2 separate regions of the Mus musculus genome follow, and region 1 is linked to region 2. The links are chromatin contacts, called in public HiChIP or PLAC-seq maps. All regions are on one chromosome and are shown on one strand. The core of a region is the stretch at or near the end of the contact, and the rest is flanking DNA. Distances in the headings are between cores, read along the strand shown.

Evidence for each region. HiChIP or PLAC-seq counts read pairs in DNA pulled down with a chosen protein or histone mark.
Region 1: a contact with region 2 is called in an H3K4me3 HiChIP or PLAC-seq map of embryonic stem cells, with 19 read pairs. The contact joins the promoter of 2410003L11Rik here to the enhancer-like site in region 2. A contact is called at or near these places in 3 of 39 promoter capture datasets (cranial neural crest, embryonic stem cells and hippocampal neurons), 1 of 15 datasets of contacts at CTCF or cohesin (pro-B cells), 9 of 484 Hi-C or Micro-C datasets (CD8 T cells, the N1E-115 cell line, adipose-derived mesenchymal stem cells and 6 more), 16 of 115 datasets of contacts at active chromatin or transcription factors (the 230-238 cell line, astrocytes, bone marrow-derived dendritic cells and 9 more) and 3 of 9 other capture datasets (embryonic stem cells, liver and pancreatic islet).

The regions. Positions count from the first base shown.
Region 1 is chr11:97,594,260-97,600,107 of GRCm38.p6, reverse strand. 2410003L11Rik (RIKEN cDNA 2410003L11 gene) reads right to left here and starts at 1,597. Exons shown (of 4, transcript NR_045496.1): 1 at 1,441-1,597.
Region 2 is chr11:97,410,285-97,416,165 of GRCm38.p6, reverse strand. It overlaps a transcript of Arhgap23 not described here. Among named protein-coding and RNA genes, the nearest start is that of Arhgap23, 37 kb to the left of the region's middle. Within about 2 kb of position 3,470, at least 60 of the 459 cell types and tissues checked have an H3K27ac peak or open chromatin away from gene starts, as enhancers often do. A contact at or near this core is called in bone marrow-derived dendritic cells and embryonic stem cells, where this site is marked.

The DNA of each region.
Region 1 (5,848 bases), core at 348-2,847, 190 kb before region 2:
CCTCAGTCTCCGGAGTGCTAAGATTACAGACACATGCTACCAAGTCCAACCTTCATATACATTTATAGTTAAGCTGGTTGAGGTGGCTCCAGCCAATAATTGTACTAATTGGGAAGATGAGGCAGGAGGATTACCATGGGTTTAAGACCAGTCTAATCTACATTGTGAATTCCGGGCCAGTCTAGGCTGTAATTTGAGAACCAATTTCAAAAACAAGCAAAATGAAGGGAGTGGTGGACATCTTTAACCCCTGAACTTGAGAGGCAGAGGCAGGTGGGTCTCTACAGATCAGCATAGTTTACGAGAGGCAGAGGCAGGTCGGTCTCTACAGATCAGCATAGTTTACACACTGAGTTGTAGACTAGCCAGGGATACGTAGTTGTAACCCGAAGGCTTTTCCATGTACGCCCCAGTTGCCGAACAATGACATGGAGGCTTATTTTCTTCTTCTTCTTTTTTTGTTTGGTTGTTTGTTTTTTGAGACAGGGTTTCTCTGTGCAGCCCTGGCTGTCCTGGAACTCACCCTGTAGACCAGGCTGGTCTCGAATTCAGAAATCTGCCTGCCTCTGCCTCCCAAGTGCTGGGATTAAAGGCGTGTGCCACCACTGCCCGGCTGGAGGCTTATTTTCATTTACGATGATTATGGCCTTAGTTTAGGCTTGCTCCCCAACTAGCTCTTAAATTAACTCATTTATACTAAGTTCGGCCACATGGTTGGTTTCCTCTCCTTGCATCATAAGCCTGACTTCCTTCTTGGTGGCGGGTCTTCCGGTACTTGACTTTCCCAGAGTTCCTCTCTCTGCGCTGGATGACCCACCCTCTCTATTCTACCTTCTCCTATAGGCCATAGGCTTTTTATTTTGACCAATCAGAAGGTGCCTTAGGCAGGCAAGGAAGGACAGAGACACATCTTCACACAATGTACAAAAATATCACTCTAACACAGTGAGACCCCGTTTAAAACAAGAGAAAACAACACCCAAATGCCAGCGGAATGACACAGTCAATGAAGTGCTTGCCTTACAAGTCTGAAGCCCGTTAGTTTCCCCAACCCCCGGCAGAACACGAGCAAGATGGCGTGCACGTCCAGTCTCCGCCCCATGTAGCTTCCAGCTAGCTTAGCCCACTTGGGGACACTCCAGGCTTGTGAGACTGTTTCAAACAAACAAAAAAGCAGAAAAGTGTATAATCATATCGTCCAAGGTTATCCTCTGACCTCCGCACATGTGCATTAACATACCTGCACAGATATGCACACAACCCATGTGCAAATAAGCATATACACAAAAATAAAAACAAACGACGCCCCAAGAGAGGGGTCAGCAAGTGAAGACTCTTGCCACCAAGCCAGAGGACCCTAGTTTGGGATCGCCAGGAAGTGTCTTAGCTAACTACTATTCTGTCGCATCGAGACCAAACGCCATGACTACGGTAACTTACGTAAGAAAGCATTTAGTCTGGGGCTCATGATTCCGGAGGGCAGCAGAGTTCATGACCATCGTCTGGAGAAGCATGGAAACAGGCAAGCATGGCTCTAGAGCAGGAGCTGAGAACTTATGTTGAGACAGCAGCCATCAAGGAGACAAGACAGCTAACTGGGTGGGAAAGGCTCTGGGTTTTGAAATCTCAAAGCCAGCTGCCAATGACCCACCTCCTACAGCAAGGCCACACCTCCTAATCCCTCCCAGAAGTCAGCCCAAACTCAGACAAAGCATTCAAATATATGAATCCATGAGGACCCTTCTCACTCAAACCACCACAGGAGAGAACTGCCTTTTCAAGTCCTCTGACCTCTATGCACACACACACACACACACACACACACACACACACACACACACACGGAGTTGGAGAGATGGCTCAGCGGTTTAGAGCACGGACTGCTCTTCCAGAGGTCTTGAGTTCAATTTCCAGCAACCACATGGTGGCTCCCAACCATCTGTAAGAGGGATCTGATGCCCTCTCCTGGTGTGTCTGAAGACAGCAGTGGTGCACCCGTATACATAAAATAAACGCACACACAAAGTATAAATAAATACATAAATAAAAAACAGCAGCACTCAAGAAGGTATGTGCACACACAATAAATAAATGTATTTTTAAAAAGGAACAGAAAATAATTAAATTTATTTTGATATTATTATTATTACTATTTTGGCTCTTTGGTTTTTCATGACAGAATTCTTTGTGTAACTGTCCTGAAACTCACTTTGTAGATCAGTCTGGCCTCAAAATCACATATTCTCATGCCTCTGACTCCTGAGTGCTGGAATTAAAGACATGTGCTATGCTACCATGCTGACTTTATTTTTATTTAAATTGTATGTATGTATGTATGTATGTATGTATGTATGTATGTATGTATGTATGTATATAGACAGCCTTCTTCTGTGTAGCCCTGACTGTCTTGGAACTATAGACCAGGCTGGCCCCAAACTCACAGGGATCGACCTTCCTCTGCCTCCTGAGTATGTAAGCCAATAAGAATTCGACTTTTGACTTGGCAGAGGCAGGCGAATTTCTGAGTTCGAGGCCAGCCTGGTCTACAGAGTGAGTTCCAGGACAGCCAGGGCTACACAGAGAAACCCTGTCTCAAAAAAAAAAAAAAAAAAAAAAAAAGAATTCGACTTTTGATCTGCAAAATGGTTTTCTAGGATGGTTATTGGTGTTGATTCAGCTTATGAAAAATTAGGGGCAGAACTAATATAATTTTTGTTACTTTTTGATATAGGGTCTTGTGTAAGAATGGTACTGTATGCCTGTGTACTAGGGCTACCTTCTTTTTTTTTTTTTTTTTTTTTTTTAGAAATATATTAATTTATTTAAGATTAGGAGACATCTCTTTTTTCATTAATTTCTTTATTCACTTTACATCCCAAACACAGCCCCTCCTCCAATTCCACCTTCAATTTCCTCTCCCTATTATCCCCTCCCTTTCTCCTCAGAGAGGGGGAGCCCCCCTTGGGTACCAACAGGCCCTAGGACATCTAATCCCAGCAGGAGGAAAAGCCTCCCATTGAGGCCCCACCAGGCAGTCCAGCATGGGGAAGGGGATCCAATGGCAGGCCACAGAATGAACCGCAGGCTCTGCTCCAATTGTTAGGGGATCCACATGAAGACCAAGCTGCACATCTGCTACAAATATAGGGCCACTGCATGCTCTTTGGTTCGTGGTTCAGCCCCTGTGAGCCCCTGTGGGCTCGCCCAGGTTAGTTGACTCTAGATCTTCTTGTGGTATCCTTGAACAGGCATCATTTTGTTTGTTTGTTTTTGAGACAGGGTTTCTCTGTGTAGCCCTGGCTGACCTGGAACTCACCAAGCTGTTCTTGAACTCAGAAATCTGCCTGCCTCTGCCTCCCAAGAGCTGAGATCAAAGGTATGTGCCACCACTGCCCCGGTGAAGATCTTTTAAAAGAGATTTTTTTTTTGAAATTTTATTTATTTCTATGTGTATGAGTGTCTGTCCCTCATGTATGCAGTGCCTATGGAGGCCAGAAGAGTGCATTTTGGAACTGTAGTTAACAGATTGTTGTGAGCCTCCATGGGCTTGTTGGGAATAAAGCTTAGGTCCCCTGGAAGAACAGACAGTGTTCTTAACCGTTGAGCCGTCTCACCAGTCCCTTTTCCTAAGATTTAATTTTATTCTTAGTTCTGTGTCTATGTGTAGATATGAGCATGTGAATGCAGAGACCGTGGGAGACAGAAGGCAGTGACTTCCTGGAGCTGGAGTTACAGACAGTTGTGAATAGCCTCATGTGAGTCCTGAGAACTGAACTTGGGTCCTCTGGCAGAGCAGCACATGCTCTTAACTGCTGAGCCATCTTTCCAGCCATCTTGAGTCAGAAGTCCAACGCTACGGCTTTATAGAGGAGCAGAGCCATCGCACACAAGGGGCAGGGAATCGCAATGATTTGATCAATCAGGGACTTCGAGGCAATAAGAGAAGAGTGGGCTCTCTCCTCTCTGCCTCTGTTACCCTCTTAACTCCCCTCCCCATGCCCTGAATAAACTCTATTCTATACTATATAAAAAAATAAATAAATAAGAGAAGAGTAGAGACGGGTGAGCTGGGGAGCATCTCTGCGGCTGTGGATAGGATGCTGAGGAAGACTGGGGGAGGAATATTTGAGTCCAAGGCACAGAGCACAGCTAAAGACATCAGGCCAGTGGTGACATCTCAATTAGAACGAGGCTGGAGAGAATGGTCAACAGACACTGGGGGTTTACTTGGAAGTTTCCCAGGATGCACTGAGAACCAGATGAGAGGCCAGTGAACAGAATTACCAGTGAGGATGAGGGGAAGAAAAGAATGGGCAGGATTCTAGAAGCAGCAGCTGGAGAGAGGCCTGGTGTTCCCCACCCCCTTCTTCTCCTTCCTGGCTGTCTGGAACTTGCTCTTTAGACCAAGCTGGCCTCAGACTTGGAGATCTACCTGCCTCTGCCTCCAGAGAGTTGGGGTTAAAGGCGTGCACCACTACTACCCAGCCTGATGTCACTTCTTCACCCTGAGGTTGGAGGAGAGATACATCAGGAAGCCACCCCTAGAAGGGAAGATGGGACAGCAGCACCCAAGGGGAGCTGCAAGGCCACAGGGCGATGTTCTCCTCAGTTCTTTTTTTAATTAATTAATTAATTAATTAATTAATTAATTAATTAATTTAATGTATGTGAGTACACTGTAGCTGTACAGATGGTTGTAAGCCTTCATGTGGTTGTTGGGAGTTGAATTTTTAGGACCTCTGCTCACTCTGGTTGGCCCCGCTCGCTCCAGTCAACTCTGCTCACTCAGTCCCTGCTTGCTCCGGCCCAAAGATTTATTTATTATTATACATAAGTACACTGTAGCTGACTTCAGACACACCAGAAGAGGGCGGCAGATCTCATTACGGGTGGTTGTGAGCCACCGTGTGGTTGCTGGGATTTGAACTCAGGACCTCTGGAAGAGCAGTCAGTGCTCTTACCAGCTGAGCCATCTCTCCAGCCCCTCTCCTCAGTTCTAGGAGCCCTTCCTCTTCCTCTGGATAAACTTGGGCAGTGGAGTGTAGCAATGACCTCACTGCTCACAGACAAAAGTGTCCCCTGAACATCATGTGTCTACAACCTCCATGGAGACGCATCAAGTACGGTTCTGTATGGAAGTGGGGAGCTACCCATTGTCTGTGAAAGGAGCAGTCCAAGTAGGGGGAAGGGGACCCAGTGGCAGAGAACAGAGACTAATACAGCCCCTGCTCCACTTTCTAGGGGAGCCACTTGAAGACCAAGTTGTATATCTGCTACAAACGTGTAGGTAGGGGGTTCCGTATCTCCACTCCTGGTCCAGCCTCTCTGGTCCCATCTTAGCACCTGATTCAGGAAAGCAGAGGCTCAGCCTGTTTTGCCTCTTGCATCCCAGCACCAACAAAATGGTCCTGCTCCTAGTTGTTGCTCAGCGAATACTTGTCGAATGTTAAACCAATGGCAAGCTGTAAATGCATTTTAGAAAATGGCTGTTTTTCCTCTATCCCAGCTAGTTCCCAAATAAATGAGACTGAGACTACAAGATGTATTCGTTAGCTTTAAAGCACAGTAGCTGGGCAGTCACTGTTCTATTCTAATCCTCTAAGCTCATCTGGCTACTTCTCAGACAAAATCCTCGAGATACCTGCATTTTAGTATTGGTTTGGCTCTCTGGGCTTCAAGTGTATTTCCATGACGTCTGTCTCTCCAGTCCTTCCTTGTAGGATTCCCTGCTTCCTCCTCTTTCCCCTTCCCGGGGCTGGTGGAAGTCCAGCCCTATTCGCTCTTCTGCCCAGCCATTGGCTGATCAGTTTTTATTGACAAGTCATAGAATAAATAGGGAGCAATGTTT
Region 2 (5,881 bases), core at 2,221-4,720:
ACCCACCCACAGCCGAAGTGGGCAGAGAGGAGGGCCGGGCAGGGCTGGGGTCCCAGTCCGGAGCCCCGAAGCCTACAACGCAGCCCCACCCGGAGGGGGCGAGCCAAGGACGTCCCGCCCCGGGACCCCTCCCCCACTCCCTGTGGCTCCAGCTGTGCGGGGGCCTCGCCAACGGAAAACGAAAACTTGGGCAGAGGAAACGACGGCGGGCGCCCCGCCTGAAAATCCCGGACAAAAGGCGCGCGGGCCTCCCACCCCTGCTGCCTGGCCGACCAGGGCCTGGCACCACCACCAGCTGTGTGGCCCCGGGCTCGGTAGCCCCGGGCCCGTCGGGGCCCCTACGCGGCGCCTGCCTCCAAAGCCCTTGCCTAGCGCAGCTGTTCTTCCAGCGGGACAGCAAGCTCCCACGGCAGTGCCCACCGACGGGGGCGCAGTGACCCCAGCCCGGACGTTGTCCCAGGTCCCGCCCAGCTGACCCGGGCCCTGGTCAGCCCTCACCTGGGGGGGCCGGGGCTCCGGACGCGGCGGGATCCCGACCAGGCAGAAAGCGACTCCATTCATCGGGCCGCAGTGGAGGCTCTGCGGCCAGGGCACTGTTAGGGGCACGGGCCGGGGCCCAGGGGGCGGGGCACTGGGAACAGAGGGGCGGGACTAGAAGGGGCGGGTTCTAATAGCTCCGCCCCCAGACCAGACCCGCCCCGCCCGTAGAAGCCAAACTCCAGACCAGGCGCTCCTCACGCGCTCCATAGAAAAGTAAAGGGAATCTACACGGACCGTGGGGTCTACACGGACCGTGGAGCCATGGGTCAGAACCGAGCCTGACCAGAGATAAGGTCTCAGGGGAAGCTTCTGGAGAGGGCCTCTAAGGGACCTACCCAGATAGAAGTTGATTGGTGAGCACGAAAGTGGATGAGGGCACCGAACTCAGTAAATAGCACAGGGAAAGGCAGCCAGAAAGGAACAGAAACGGACCCAGAGGTCCAGAAAGCCTGTGAGGTCGATCCTGATCTCATTTCAGACAGGGAAAGAACGGACAAAGTTTGGTGGGAATACTCTAGAGCACTGGTTTTCAACCTATGGGTCGTGACTCTTTTTGGGAATTGAACGAGCCTTTCATCAGGGGTAGCATATCAGATATATATCAGGGTAGTATATCAGATATTTACATTACGATTCATAATAGTAGCAAAATTACAATTATCAAGTAGCTACTAAGCCAGGCAGTGGTGGAACACACTTTTAATCCCAGCACTCGGGAGGCAGAGGCAGGCAGATCTCTGAGTTTGAGGCCAACTTGGCCTACAGAGTTCCAAGACAGTCCGGGCTGTTACACAGAGAAACCCTGTCTCAAAGCGGGAGGTGGGGAGGGGAGTAGAAACGAAATAGTTTTATTGTTGGGGGTCATCACAACATGAAGAACTGTACGAAAAGATTGCCGAGTTAGGAAGGCTGAGAACCTCTGCTCTAGAAAGTCATGGAAGTTGAGGCACAACAGATACGGTTTGGAGTAGGCCCCCATCTAGAAAAGATCCCCTCCCAGGAAGAATCTTAGACAGGGTCCCACAGTGGCAGCCGAGTGAAGCTTAGAAGGGAGGTCGGACAGACACCGCAGACTTTTGGTGCCCGTCATAGTGAGTGCTATGGTTCAGACCTCTGGTCCTGCAAAGATCCACTCCACTAAGACAGCCCTATGAAGAAACACTCCCAACCGGTAAGCCGGCCTTCCTGCTTCAGTGGGAGCTAGTCCTAAAGAGACATTCCAGGCCTGAACCAGCCACTCACTTCACAGTCCTCCAACAGAAAGAACCCCATCCTGCTCCCCCTGGCTCACATAGCCCAACACAATCCTTCATCAAGCTGGGAAGTTCTTTTTGCTGTCTAACTCTCATTCTTCCTCTTTCTCCAGCCCATGCTGACTTCTTCCTAAACCTTTTTTTACAGGATTTTTTTTTTGTGGGGGTGGGGGGTCTGGTCTACAGAGTGAGTTCCAGGACAGCTAGGGCTACACAGAGAAACCCTGTCTGGGGAAAAACAAACAAACAAACAAAGCAAAAAACAAAGGCAAAGTAAAGGACCCTGAGAAGGTGACTCAGTTAAGTGCTTGCCACGCACCTGTGGGGTCATGAATTTGGATCCCTAGTGCCCATGGAACCAGGTGCAGAGGGGCAACAGCAGCTCACATCTGTAATCCAGGTGCTGAGGGAGCAGAGGCAGGAGGATCTCCAGGGTTCTGGGCTCAGTGGGAGACCCTGTCTCAGCAAAGAAGGTCGGGTGTAACTGAGGAAGATATTCAATGTCATCCTCAGTCTACACACACACACACACAGACACACAAACACACACACACACAAACACATACACACACACAGAGACAGACACACACACACAGACACACACACACACACCAGACACACAAACACACACACACAAACACATACACACACACAGACACACAAACACACACAAACACAAACACATACACACACACACAAACACATACACAAACACATATACACACACACAGAGACACACACACACACAAACACACACAAACACATACACACACACACACACAAAACAAAAAACAAAAACAAAACAAAACAAAAAAAACCAAAACCCAAAAAAAACCAGGAACACAGTATACACATATACCACCCACAAAACAAACAAAAATCACAAATGTATTTAAGCTGGTTGAACCGTAGTTTCCTTCTCCATTGAACAAAATCGTAAAGACTCTGCATGGTAGGCAAGGCCTTCCTAAGTGTTAACCAAAGCAGTCACTCAGGACCTGTGAGTGCTGGCCTGTTGAGGCCTGGCCTGTTCACTCTCCTGGGAACATCCTACACAAATGGTCTGGTAGTCTAAGCCTTGAAGTTGTTCTAGAGTCTTCTGTCTCCTTCCCCCTTCACCTACTAGGTCACCAAGTCCCAAAGTCTCTGATATTTGTTGCTCTCCGCCCCTTATTCTGCTACACACCGACCCCCACCCCTAACCTCCTTTCCTACCGTCCTCAGTTCCTGTCCTCACTGTGTACCAGAGAGAACATAACACAGGGGCTACCTCAAGTTTCTGCCCAGGCCAGGCCAAAACCTAAGTGCCTGCGCCCAGCCCAGTCTCTCACATCCTCCTGTTTCCTTCCTCATCCCTCCACGCTTCCTGACCACACACACCACAGGAGGAGCCCTCCCAGCCCGCCAGCCTCTGTCCGTGGGGAACCTTCTCCCCAGCCTGTCTCTCTCTCCATTCCCCTCCTCCAGGTCAGTTCAGCCTCCTCGGAACCCCACAGAGCTGGGGGGTGGGCGGCTCCTGCAGACAGCCCTCCGGTTTCTCCAGCCTTCCTTGGTTGCTCTGGGGGGCGGGAGAGGGTCTCACCATAGAATCATGGTAAAGGATGACCAAGCTAGTGAAGGGAAGGAGCAGGGCCTGAGCCCTGTAGTATCCCCAATGCCACCTGCCACACCCTTGCAGGTCTCTTGCCCCCTGGGATGGGACTGAGTCAACAGTGGTGGTGACTGGGCTGGTGGAGGGGTTTAGAAAGATGAGGATAAAGGGGATTCCCAGGAGAATCATCACCCACTCAGTGGGAGTGTCCTTTTCCCAGACCCCACAGAACATAGAGCGAGAAAATGGCTCTCTGGGCGGACTGAAGAATATGCAGACAGGAGCCAGGGGCTGGGATAGGTGGGGTTAGGGGGGAGTGTACCAGGGGAAGAAGGCTAGAGGAGATGGATAGGAATGGCTGGAGGGGGGTGCAGGTCAAGGTGCAGGAAGAGGTGGGAGGGGCAGCAGGGTGGAGAGAACCCTTTCTGGGAAGTGGGAGGGGTGGAGGAGGTTCTTGCTGTGCATTGTGGAGGGAGGAATTGGCCTGCCGGTCAGCGTGAGCTCACTTCCTCTTACCGCCTCCTGTAGGGGTCTGAGGGCATCAGGCTCTGGAAAAAGTGAGCCAGGGGCACCCCAAGGGGCCACCACCCTCCTCCCTGCCCCCACAGCCTCAGCTCAAATCAGCTCTCCTTATAGAGGCAACCCTTTGTTCTGGGAGGAAAGGACCCTGTGCCAGGGGGGCACTGTACCTTGGAACTCTGGAGCTAAGGGCAGAGGGGGACAGGAACTGATGCATGTGTGGAGATGGAGGAACTCCAGGCATTGTAACACTTGGATTACAGTTAGGTGGTAGGGGGGGCTTGGACCTGGGGTGAAACAAGTTAGTCTATAAGTCTTTCTTTTTTGTTTGTTTTGGTGTTTGTTTGTTTGTTTGTTTTGTTTCTCAAGACAGGGTTTCTCTGCATAGCCCTGGCCGTCCTAGAACTCACTTTGTAGACCAGGCTGGCCTCGAACTCAGAAATCTGCCTGCCTCTGCCTCCCAAGTGCTGGGATTAAAGGCATGCGCCACCACTGCCCGACTGCTTTTTAGTTTTTAGACAGGTCCTCAACCTATAAGCTTGGTCTAGCCTGGAGCTCATTAAGTTAGCCTTGAACTCATGATCCGCTTGTTTCAGCTTTTCAAGTATACTATCAAGATTATGGGCATGCGTTAAGTAAGCATCTTATGCAAACCCACACAGGATTTGAACCCAGGCATCTGGGCTCCAGAGTCTACATACTTAATCCACACTTGGTGGAATATTTACTGGCTGCTTAAACCCTGGGTGTGGTCCCTCTCTGGAAGACTGGCTTGAGTTAGAGTCTTGACTGAGGAAGTCTAGTGAGACGGGGGAAGCAGCCCAAGAGTCCCCTAGAGGGAAAGGGGATGAGGGGACCATATGCAGGACAGTACCTGCAGGAACACCAGCCTTTAGGGACAGACAGAAGAGAAACACAGGAAAGTGGCATCACGTGGGTCAGAGAGAATTCTTAGTAAGTTAACTGGGAGCCAATGGAAGTCAAACTGTGCAGACAGGCAGGGCTTCAGGGAGAGGGTGAAGCTGAGCAAGAGAGGTAGTGGGGTGGGGCAGGGAGCAGGGCAGGCAACTTGACAATCCAAGGGCACCTGGGCATGGCATGGCAGGCAGCTGTTTGAGTGGGAAGATGAGATAGCTCAGATGACAGCAGGCCCCTGAGAAGGCATGGGACAGGAATCCTGAGTCAGCCACGGTGGCCCAGGCCTGTGATCTCAGCACTCGGGAAGCTGAGGCAGGAGGATCACAAGTCAGAAGTCATCGTACTCTAGGCAGCAAGTATGAGCATAGCCTGGGCTATATAATGAAACCCTGCCTCAAAAAAATAAAGAAAGAAAGAAAAAGAAAAAGAAAAAGAAAGGAAAAGGAAAAAGAATTTGAGGGGGAGGGGCTGGAGTGATGGCTTGGCAGTTAAAAGTCATCTCCCCTTTTCTGGCCTCTGTGGGATTCAGATACAAATTTGGGGCACATACATATATTCAGGAAAACATTCATCCACCTAAAATAAAAATAAGTAGCCTGGTGTAGTGGTTCATGCCTTAAATCTCAGCACTTAAGAGGCAGAGGCAGCTGAGTCTCCATGAGTCTGAGGCCAGTCTGATCCACAGATGGAGCTCCAGAACAGTCAGGGCTACATAGTGAGACCCTGTCTCAATAAGTAAATAAAGCAATCTTTAGGACATGTACTTTAAGGGTGGCTGGCGAGATGTATCAGCAGCTCTTATAGAGGACCCAAGTTCAGTTCCAAGCACCCACATGGCAGCTTGCACACATCTACAAGTACAGTTCGAGGGGATCTGACGTACTTTTCTGATCCCCACAGGGACCAGGCACATACATATGCGGTGAGTGCACAGACATGCGTGCAGACAAAACACCCATATGCATGTAATAAACATACCTTTAAAACAATGTTGTTGTGGTTTTAAATGTAGGGACAAGCAAAATAGTGCAGCGGGTTAAGACACTTGCCACCAAAGCTA